Regions from separate parts of the Dromaius novaehollandiae genome. Here region 2 is linked to region 1. The links are chromatin contacts, called in public Hi-C maps. All regions are on one chromosome and are shown on one strand. Each heading gives the region's core, a stretch centred on a gene start, on an enhancer-like site or on the middle of the called end of the contact. The rest is flanking DNA. Distances are from core to core; before and after follow the strand shown.

Region 1 (4,780 bases), core at 1,087-3,586:
AGTGATTTGAAATATAGTCTTGGTTCATTATGTCAAAATCTTGTTCCAGTAAATCCAGGAAGTCATTTCCAAAACTCAGGCTCTTTAATTTCAAGCATTACACTATAATTATTCAACTGCAAGAAGCTTCAAAATTCACACAAAGCAACTTTTTAAATCATTTCTAAAATTAAAGACTAGAGTCTCATCTAAAGTGAGTGGATAATTCTTCCAATGTTGGGGGTTTTAACAATTAAGCAATGGAAAAATTTCTCTTTTCTGATTAACATGTGATGTACAAAACTGCATACACAAACACATCAAGGTAAAAACATAACTCTTAGAACAATAATATGTAGGAGGAATGTAAATGAACATACTTGTACAATAGGCAAAGATGGAAACAACTCTGAAGGAGACACTGGCTTGACAATTTCCTTAAAAGAGAAACAAACAAAGAAAATTATTCAAAATATAATGGGATGCATTTAGAACATAAATAAAAGTTGTTTTCCAATGCTAAGAAGAAATTTGCCATAGAAACAAAGCTATTTACCAGGGACAATTTATGGACCATATTAAATATCAACTGCAAAGCGGTACTATTGAATTATAAAATTGGAGTTTTGTCACAAACGGAGGCACTTGTGTACAAGTCTAGACAAGCACTCTAAAGAGAAAGCTATTTGGGAATATGTAATAAGCTATGTAGTTTTACAGAACAAAACATACTAAGAACAAATACCCTCCCCCCAAAATTACCTGTTTCTTTTCTTTAAAATCGATGACATGATTGAGAGCAACTGTCGAATATCCCACTAGAAAAGGTGAAAATATTGAAAGAATGTTTTGTCCAGTAAACTAATAGAAACAAATCCAAATAGAAACCTGATAAGCTCAGCCCATAAATATCTCAATATTCTCCTTCCACATTACAATTTTCTAGCGATTAATTCACAAAAAGTGTCTTAAAATACAACATTCTGTTTGCCTTTTAATACTCCCCAGCCTTGACATTCATTCAACGTCAGAGCTTTTCAAACACAAATGATTTCTTGAGCGGGGTTGTTCACCTGACCGGTGCTGAAGTAGATACAGGAGATGAAGCCTAAGTGATTTGCAGGGCTCGCAGGTAAACTGGTAGGTCTGTGATGTCTTTGGGAATGGCGGCTGGGAGCGGTTTAATCCATGGGCTCTCCACCTCCCGATTCTGCACATCCGTGAGGCTGCCCGAGCCTTGAGCTGCACACTACGCACCTTAGCAAGCTTGGGCAGCTCAAAGTGAAGAAAAAATACATTTCGTGAAGCTGCACCGTAAAGACAGCAACGGTGCTGCACTAATCCCACGTGCACACGCTGCCAAATGTGTACTCAGGGCTCCGCTAATGGACCAGGCGGACTGAAGCTCATTACTCCCTACTTACAGGCTGTGCTTCCCGCTAGGTGTCTACACAGAGCGGGCGATGTCCCGCCACGCTAACCTCCTCCTGGGGCAGGACAGCAGGCTCAGAGCCTGGGAGGAGGCCACCAGCCTCCACCTTCAGTACGATTGCTGACTGTCTCCAAGGGCACCCTTGTTAGCAAGCTAGGGACACACGCTCGAGAGGGAACTACCCTAACATCAGTAAGAAACTGCTTGAAAATTAAGAGCAAATAGCAATGATTCCTCATCAAGTCAGGATCTCCAAAGATTTGTGCTAGCATAGTCCCGTTGGTTATTTTCTTCAAGGGACGTGGCAAGCGACATTCAGGATTCTTGCTAAAACTGCAGAAAACACAAAGCTGGGAGAGAGGCGAGGTTAAAACTCAAGGCGACGCTGACAAGCTGTGGAAGGGGTCTCCCTCGGCAGGGCAAGGGGAGGACGCCACGTCTGCCAAAGCCAGACCGCCCGCCGCACACGGCGCGGCGAGCACCCCTTACACCGCGGCTCTGCCCAAGGCTCTCCGCCCCTCGCGCGGCCACCCGGGCCGCGGCCTTGCCGCCGCGTTTCCCCTCAAGGCCGCGCGGCCGCCGCGCCGCGGCCTAACGGGGCCCCGCGCCTCGAGCCGCCGCCATTCCGCGGGGCCGCGCCGCCGCCGCCGCCATTCCGCGCCGGGACTCACGGTGCGCCGCGGCCTCCAGCAGGCTCTGCAGGCACTTCTTGTCCGGCCCCGGCGGCAGGTTCAGGTCCGCGAAGCCGGCCATGCTGCGCGGGGGGCGGGACGGGGCGGGCGGCACCTCCCCCGCCGGCCCGGGGCAGCCTGGGGCTTGTAGTCCGCCGGCGCGGCGCGGAGCGGCCAGTGCCGGGGACCGCGGGCAAAGCCGCGGCGGGGCAGCCGAGCGCCTGCACCGGCAGGAAGCCCCCGGCGAGCGCGGAGCGGACCCGGGGGTGGAGCTGCCCGGCGTGCTGGGGCCCGCCGCGCTGGGGCCCGCCCCCCCCGCGGAGCCCCTGCTGCGGCCGCTAGGTGGAGCGGTGCTCCTGCCGAGCTCCGCGTGGTTGAGGCTCCCGCTGAACACCGGCAAGCGTCCTCTCTCTCTGTTTGAAGGTCCTGGTTTTCCTCGGTTAGCCAACAGAATGTGAAACGAAGTCCAAAGCTGCCGTCTCAAGAGATGTTCCCTAAAATACAAAAGGCCTGAGGAACTGTAAATCCATAGATCATATACATGTTAAGTATGTGGCACTATTGCAAAACCCCACAAATTTCATTCTGATGTCTGTCAACAGCAAAGCATATTTAAAATACGGGTGGTAATTATCACTACTTTTGTTCTTTCGGGGACTTACTGCAGCCACAGACAGCAAATCTGGGTCAACTTTGAGGTAGTTTTCCAAGGCCTGCAGCCAGGCTGGGGAAGCCTTTGTTTTCTTCCTTCGAGCTGGGCTAAAGGTTCGTGAAAGAAAGCCTGGGGGGGGGGGGGGGGGTATCAAACTCCAAATTCTTAACCAGGAAAAGATGCTGCTAACCAAGGTTAAAAATGGTGATTCTCCCAAATCCTCAGTCAGTCCCTGCTTACTTTCTCTCTCCTTGGTGCAGCTTTCGCCAGCTATGCTTTAAGATTCATGTCTCCCAAAGAGGCCCCACAATTTGCCAGGGACGAGCAAGAAATAATTGTGCCTGGCTGGCATGTTTCTGGCCTTGCTGCCCGATAAGTTACAAAGTCTAGTAACGGTGGTAAGAGAGAAGTTACTGGTGGGCTGCCGCGACGAGCAGGAGCTCTGGGATGGGAAACAACTGCCTGTCACATCCCTGTGGAAGGAAGAAGGGAGGCCAGCTGATAGACAGCCTGTTCCTGCCACAGCTGTGGCTGCATAGGCAGCCGGTTGTTGGCAATATTAGATACCAAGGTACTTAAGTAAAGGAGCTCTGTTTTGGTCCATCTATGTCCATAAGGTGTTTGCCTATTAGATCAGCCGGTACTGTTTCTCTTCAAACAACTAGCATAGCCTGAATGGCATTCTTGAGGATTTTCTTTGATGTGTATAAATGTGGAATAGCTCAAGGTATTATTCCAGGTTTTCTTTGACTGAGTGCATGATGGAGCTTGATTTATCTTAATGGTCATAGGAAATCAATGAACATGTATCAATTATTTGGGAGTGGACCACCTGGAGTAGTGCTCAGAGACATAAAGCAGGACTAAGGAGCTTTTGTGGCTGGCACTATACAAGTGAAACAAATCTCTTCTAGAGGTGTTTATAATAGAGAACTCTGCTAATTTAAACAGCTCTTCACAAATCCAGCAGAAGCCTATTTGCTGTAACGGTATAAGAACCTGAGTACGAAGCAACTTTCAGCATCAGGGTATCATGGATCATGTAAACAGACCAATGTGAAAACTTATTTTCTGTATCACTCGAGTCTTACTACTTTTGTTTATGCCAGCCCCAGTGATCTATTTAAAAAATCTAGCAAAGCTAAAACATCTCTGTGGTCCTCACTGTCAAGTCAGAAGCCTCTAAAATGCTTCATTTGTGTGTGTCCTGAAGCCCTCTTAGTGGATCCTAATTTCCCTCATCTAGGTGTTCTTTCCTGCTCAGTATATTTGGATTCCAGGGGAGTCTTTTCTGTGATTCTTGCACAGACCAACAGGCTCCTGAATCCATCTGAGTACCCCTAACAATTCTTCTAATGTGCCTTTGATAGGGACCCTATCATGGCAACTATTGGACTGTTTTGCTTTAGTTCTGCATTCAGCTCTTTTAGGGGACTAAGATACTATTGGGTACTACTGTCTATCTCAGTAACATGAATGTCACAGTCACTTTAATCATAAGCTCAATAGTTCCTTTGTAAAGGTGCATACTGAATTTTCAGAGAGGGAACACTTTTCTTGAGTGATACAGAATTTTTAGCATAAATTTCACCCTGTTAGTTTGTTTTATTTTCAGATGACAGCTTGCTGCTGCCCGTATTTGCTGATTCCAAAAAGGGAAGACATCATTTCACATTTTTTTAAGTTGCACAGATGTGAGTATTTATTTTGACAATGAAAATAAACACCAAAGATGTGAACGGTTACCTCTCTCTCTTACTGCCATAGAGTGGTGATGATTTATTTTCACAAAGATAAGAAAAGGCAGTAGAGAAAACTGCAGCTGCAACATCTTTGCTAGAAGTCGGACAAGAGTGTTATTTGCTAAACAGTACATGCTGGGAATAAAAATCAATGTTTCAATAGTATTTGTCCACAGAATTCTACCCAGACTGTGACAAAATATTCTAAACATTTTGACAACATATTTCCCCATGAGAAACATATACCTATACTTTATTTTTTATTTCCAACATCAGGCCTTCACTTTATTGGTATCCAAAAATA
Region 2 (4,780 bases), core at 838-3,337, 330 kb before region 1:
GCCACTGCAAATGAGAAAAAAGGCAATACAAAAATCTATCTTCATGTTTTAGCTTCCTCCATAAGACAAAGTCTTGAAACTGACTGAAGAAGTTGAAGAAGTTTCATAGTCTATTTTCTGAGAACGAATATGTAGACACATCTAGCCTAAAGAAAGCAAGAACACAACAGACTTTTGCTTTTACTTCCTGGAATGTAATTCCTCCAGGGACAGGAAACAGTGTTATTCAATCTGTGAATAACAAGGAAAAAAGCAAAACAAAAAAACCCCCCAAAATACAGGAGTTACTTATGACTATCTTCCTACCTGAGTCTACCGCAAGTAGGCTGGCAGCACAAGAATGCCATCTGAAGCCGTGGAAGACTGTTAAATCAAGAAGTTATGCAAGTATTTTATGCCAGATCTTAATCATAGAGTTTTGGCAGATCCCACAGTCTTCTGAGAGGAGCCATTAGTAATTTCTCTATATCAAGCCTGAAGGGTACATAAGCATGGCCATGGCTTCTCCCATTTACACGCCAACCTGTTTAACATTAGAAGTCTAACAAACACATAAAATTTTTTTATTCTGTACTTTTTAAAGAAAAAGTTTTTTATAGATCAGAAGTTCTGTTTTTCAAACCCAAGACAACAGATCACTCCTGTCCAGAGAGGTGGACCAAATCACAACATTATATGACTAGGCACAAATAAACAAAACAAAGCGCAACCAAACAGAAAAACACTCATTTTTGTCAAGATGCAGTAAAACATACTGATTTATTCAGAAATTCAGAGCTGATAACAGAACAGGCAAGACTGTTGCACGTAAAAAGGTAAGTGCAAAATTGTTTTCCTCTGGATATTTAAAGTTGCCTCCTGGGATCTCTTGTGATCAAGTTTCTTAAATCTGTGAAATGCTGCTGTCCTGAAAAGAGGCTTTCAGAAATTTACACCCACTATGTCTTCAGAACAAGGGAAAAAGGCATCCTAAAGAGAGACCTTTTCGAAAACAATTCGGTGAAGAAACAAATGTCTTTATTACAATCCATGTTGTTTAGCAGATGAGAAGCTGCTGCCTTTTGTAGCCAACCTGTCTTGAGGTTCTACATATAACTGCTGCAATCAAATCAAAAGAAACAACAGCAAAACAACAGCCACAATCAGGTCTTTGTGTGAAAAGGTGGGATACTATCCTCTGGACAGCTGCCAAGGAGAGCAGTTGTTCTGTGATGTCAGTTATTTACGTATCTAAGTACCGAATTAACAAAGTCTGTTTGTTAACGATAGCAGAAAGCTTAGGAACTGTGTGCTCTGACAGGCCTCCTTCGCAGGAAAAACCCTAAAAATAAACGGGCTTGCCGAAATCAATGGAAACAGTACCTGCGAGGCACGTCACCTGTCAGAGCTCACAAGCCACCACAGAAACAGCCCAAAATCTCAATCGAGGTGTCCTGAACGGCAGCCGAGCGTTTTTTAAGGGTGAAAGACGGGAGGAAAAAAAAAAGAACCACCTGTACCACCCGGGGATCTCCCCGCCCGGCGGCGGCCAGGCGGCTCCGCGGGGCCTGCCCGTCCCGCCGCGGCGCTGCCCCCGCCACAAAATGGGCGCTGCGAGCACGCGGGGCCCGCGCAGGCGGCGAGGCCCCGAGCGTGGCCCCCGGGGCGCCCCCGCCGCGCCGCGGCCGTACCTGCGGCGAAGTGCAGCGGGCTGGACTTCCTGCCCGCCGTGTCGCGGCTGTTGACGTTCTCGGGCCGCACCAGCCGCTTCACGCGCTCCACGTCCCCGTTGCGGCAGGCCTCGAACAGCTCGCGGGCCGGCTCCGCCGCCGCGCCGCAGCCCGGCGCCTCGGCCAGGGCGGCCGCCCCGCCCGCGCACCGCCGCCCCGCCATGCCGGCCCGGGCCCGCGGGAGGCGGCCGAGGAGCCGCCGGCTCCGCTCACAGGCCGCGGCCCGCCGACACGCGCCGCTGGGCCGCCAGCTGCGCCCGGCGCATCGCCGCGGAGGGATCCGACGGAGGGGGCGCCGGCGGCGGCAGCTGCAGCCACTGCCAGGCTTGGGGCCGCGCAGGCGCCTTCCGAGGGGCAGGCGCGCGCGGAGGGAGTGCGCGGGCCGTGTGCACGCGCGGGCGGGGGCGCGCGCGCGGAGCATGCGCAGTGGGGGCGTCGGGCGGGGGGCGGGGCGCGGCCGGGTCTCGGCGGCGGGTTTTTCCGTTGGGCTCGAGGGCCTGGGGCGGTGCCAGGGCTGAGGCGGCTGCAGCCCCGCTTGAGCCCAGGGGCGTATAAATTAACATGTAATAACTATTGAGGGGATTTTTTTTTTTTGGTAATTTCTGAAAAATGCGTAAGATTGCGTTCTGCTGCTAGTAGCTTCATGATGTAATAAAGGAGATCCTTATGTGGTTATGTAGCGAAGCATGTTCCTCTAAAGGAGGTAATGTAGTTGCATAGTAACTGTGAAATGGAATTTATACTGTACAATTTATATAGTTTTTCCTTCTTAATCTTGGAAACTGCTGCTAGAAAATAGCGTTGACTGGCATTGCCCACTCAAGGTTTTACACTGAACGCAGAGCATCTCTGCCCTTCCGTAAAGGAGGAGGCAAGCCTGCCAGACAGCCTGAACGGGAAGTGTGAGCGCCGGTGGGGCCCATGGGAAGAGGACTCTTTCGGTAATGCTAAAACATTTTTTCCGCTCACGCTATAGTACTTAAATAAAAACACTTTTGTAAGGGTAGTTGAATAGGGTCAGTGGCTTCCTGTTCCAAAGGCAGGAAAGACGAGTGCCCCCAAAGTCAATTGAACTCGCAGACTATTGTCATACTAGCAATTAAAGGGCCTAGGAACCAGGAAACAGACCCTGCTGCTAATTGGTGCAGCCTAGTCACTTCCAGGCTGTTAAACTCTCCTGGCCCCTGAAATGAGGTAGTTGCATCCAAGCTGCCTGTCCCTGCTCCATGCTAATGCCTAACCTGTGGCCAGGAGTTGTTTGGGAGACTGCTGGCTGTCCCAGGCCCAACCACGTTACAGTGACAGCTCAGGTCCCAGAGCCTATGTCTATAGCCTGGCACTATTTAATTTACTAATATACACATAGCTACAGCTGTGTGACAGAAGAATGCAGATAGCTTAGGCACAGAGACAGAAAATATGTGCTTTGACAGACAGCCTTGATCATGCATATATGTTGTCTACCACCCCATTGGCATGTCTCCCTTTTACCACTTACCTTACAAGCTCTGTTCAGCAGGCAGGATTATTAGTAGGCAGGGAAAAGTCAGGGTATGACCAGAGTCTCTACCAGATTTTGTCACACATACGTAATTCATCCACTGCTTTGCATGTGGCCATAACATTCTGGTGTAAGCTATGATCAAATATGGCTCATCGGCTTGGAGCCACCTCAGACCTTCCCAACATCTCATTCTCCAAAGTATGCATGGTAAAAGCTGCCCTTTCTACGTGCAGGCTCCACAGATGGAAACAAGAGTTGCAGTGCTGCAGTTCGCTTCCTGAAACGTCAGCAGGGCAAACGAGTCGCTGGTAACCTGACTGTGAAAACCCGACAGACAACATGTAAGGAAAATAAAATGTGTATGTTGGGAGTCAAGTTCTAGTTATTATCTGAAGCACTACATTATCTTCCCTCTTAGATAACTGGGGATTTGGAGAGGTGGTGTTGGCTGGAGGAGTAAGAGACCTGCTCTGCCGTCAGTGGACCCTGAGCACCTCCTTGCATGGCACAGCCAGGCAGTGGGGGTTACCGTTCCTGCCCTCTGAGCCCCAGGCTTTGTTGGACACCCATCAAAGCACCTCAGGGAAATCTGAAGTACATATTCATTACATGATCATCCCATACATTTTCTGGTAAAAAGCAGACAGCTGATATGCAGAAAAGAAATCACAAAAAAGTCTTGTGAGAAGTGCTTTGTATTTTACCTGTGATAGCGGTGTTGTTATCTCTGTGACAGTCAAAGGACAGAACAACAAGATTTGCAGAGAGAGAGAATATCTTTTAGTAGGCCAACTAGTGTGGCTGGAAGAAAATACACAAGCCTTTGAGTTCATAAACTCTTCTTCAGGTCTACAACAGAAATAGAAAATGAATTTACTTGAAATTGGTTGCTTTTGTTTCCAATTTGAAGAAGCGACCTGAAAGTCTGTTTTTTCAACTCTGGCAAAAATATATCATTATGAAATGCTAATGGAAAAAGGTTGAAGCAAGTTAGAAAAAGAGCATGCTTATAAAATATATTGTTATTTTGGATCTAAAATTAGGAAACTATCCATTCTTTCCACATCTTTATACTAAAAAGATGCTAGTTTTTAAAATTATCTATAGCCTGGCTTCCTTTTCCAGTATGGCTTCCTGACAGCTTGAGTATAAAACCATGCCAGGTCTCTGTGAACGAGAAATAATTTTTAGATGTGTAATACTTTAAGAGCAGCATTCAGTTCCCCTTGAATTCAGTGAGTCAAAGACTCTTAGCACCTTTCAGGACTGGTCTTTTAATAGCCCTCACTCTGATTTTTGAGAGATCGGCCCTCCATAAAATAAACCTAGTTTTTATTTTATTTATATTTTTATTTATTTTATGAAAAAATGATCTGTAAATTTCAGTGGTTTCTTTCAGTCTTTTGTACAGCACTATAAATTTAGAAAACTGTACTGAAATATATACCCAACCTTCTGGTGAGGACTTTTCCAGAGGAAGCAGGGGGCTATAACCTACCTATTATTAGCTCCACCACAGAAGCTCACCCATTAACAGCTTAGAAACATTTGACTGCCATTTTTTTAG

Evidence for each region. Hi-C and Micro-C count contacts between places; a contact is called where the count stands out from the background.
Region 2: a contact with region 1 is called in a Hi-C map of brain, with 4 times the contacts expected there. The contact joins the promoter of TNKS2 here to the promoter of RPP30 in region 1. A contact is called at or near these places in 2 of 4 Hi-C or Micro-C datasets (brain and liver).

Annotation. Positions count from the first base shown.
Region 1 is chr6:29,137,622-29,142,401 of bDroNov1.hap1, reverse strand. RPP30 (ribonuclease P/MRP subunit p30) reads right to left here and starts at 2,336. Exons shown (of 12, transcript XM_026094124.2): 1 at 2,083-2,336; 2 at 1,053-1,254; 3 at 742-797; 4 at 360-416. The coding sequence starts at 1,197.
Region 2 is chr6:29,465,319-29,470,098 of bDroNov1.hap1, reverse strand. It overlaps TNKS2 (tankyrase 2), which reads right to left and starts at 2,087. Exons shown (of 27, transcript XM_064514034.1): 1 at 1,671-2,087. The coding sequence starts at 1,872.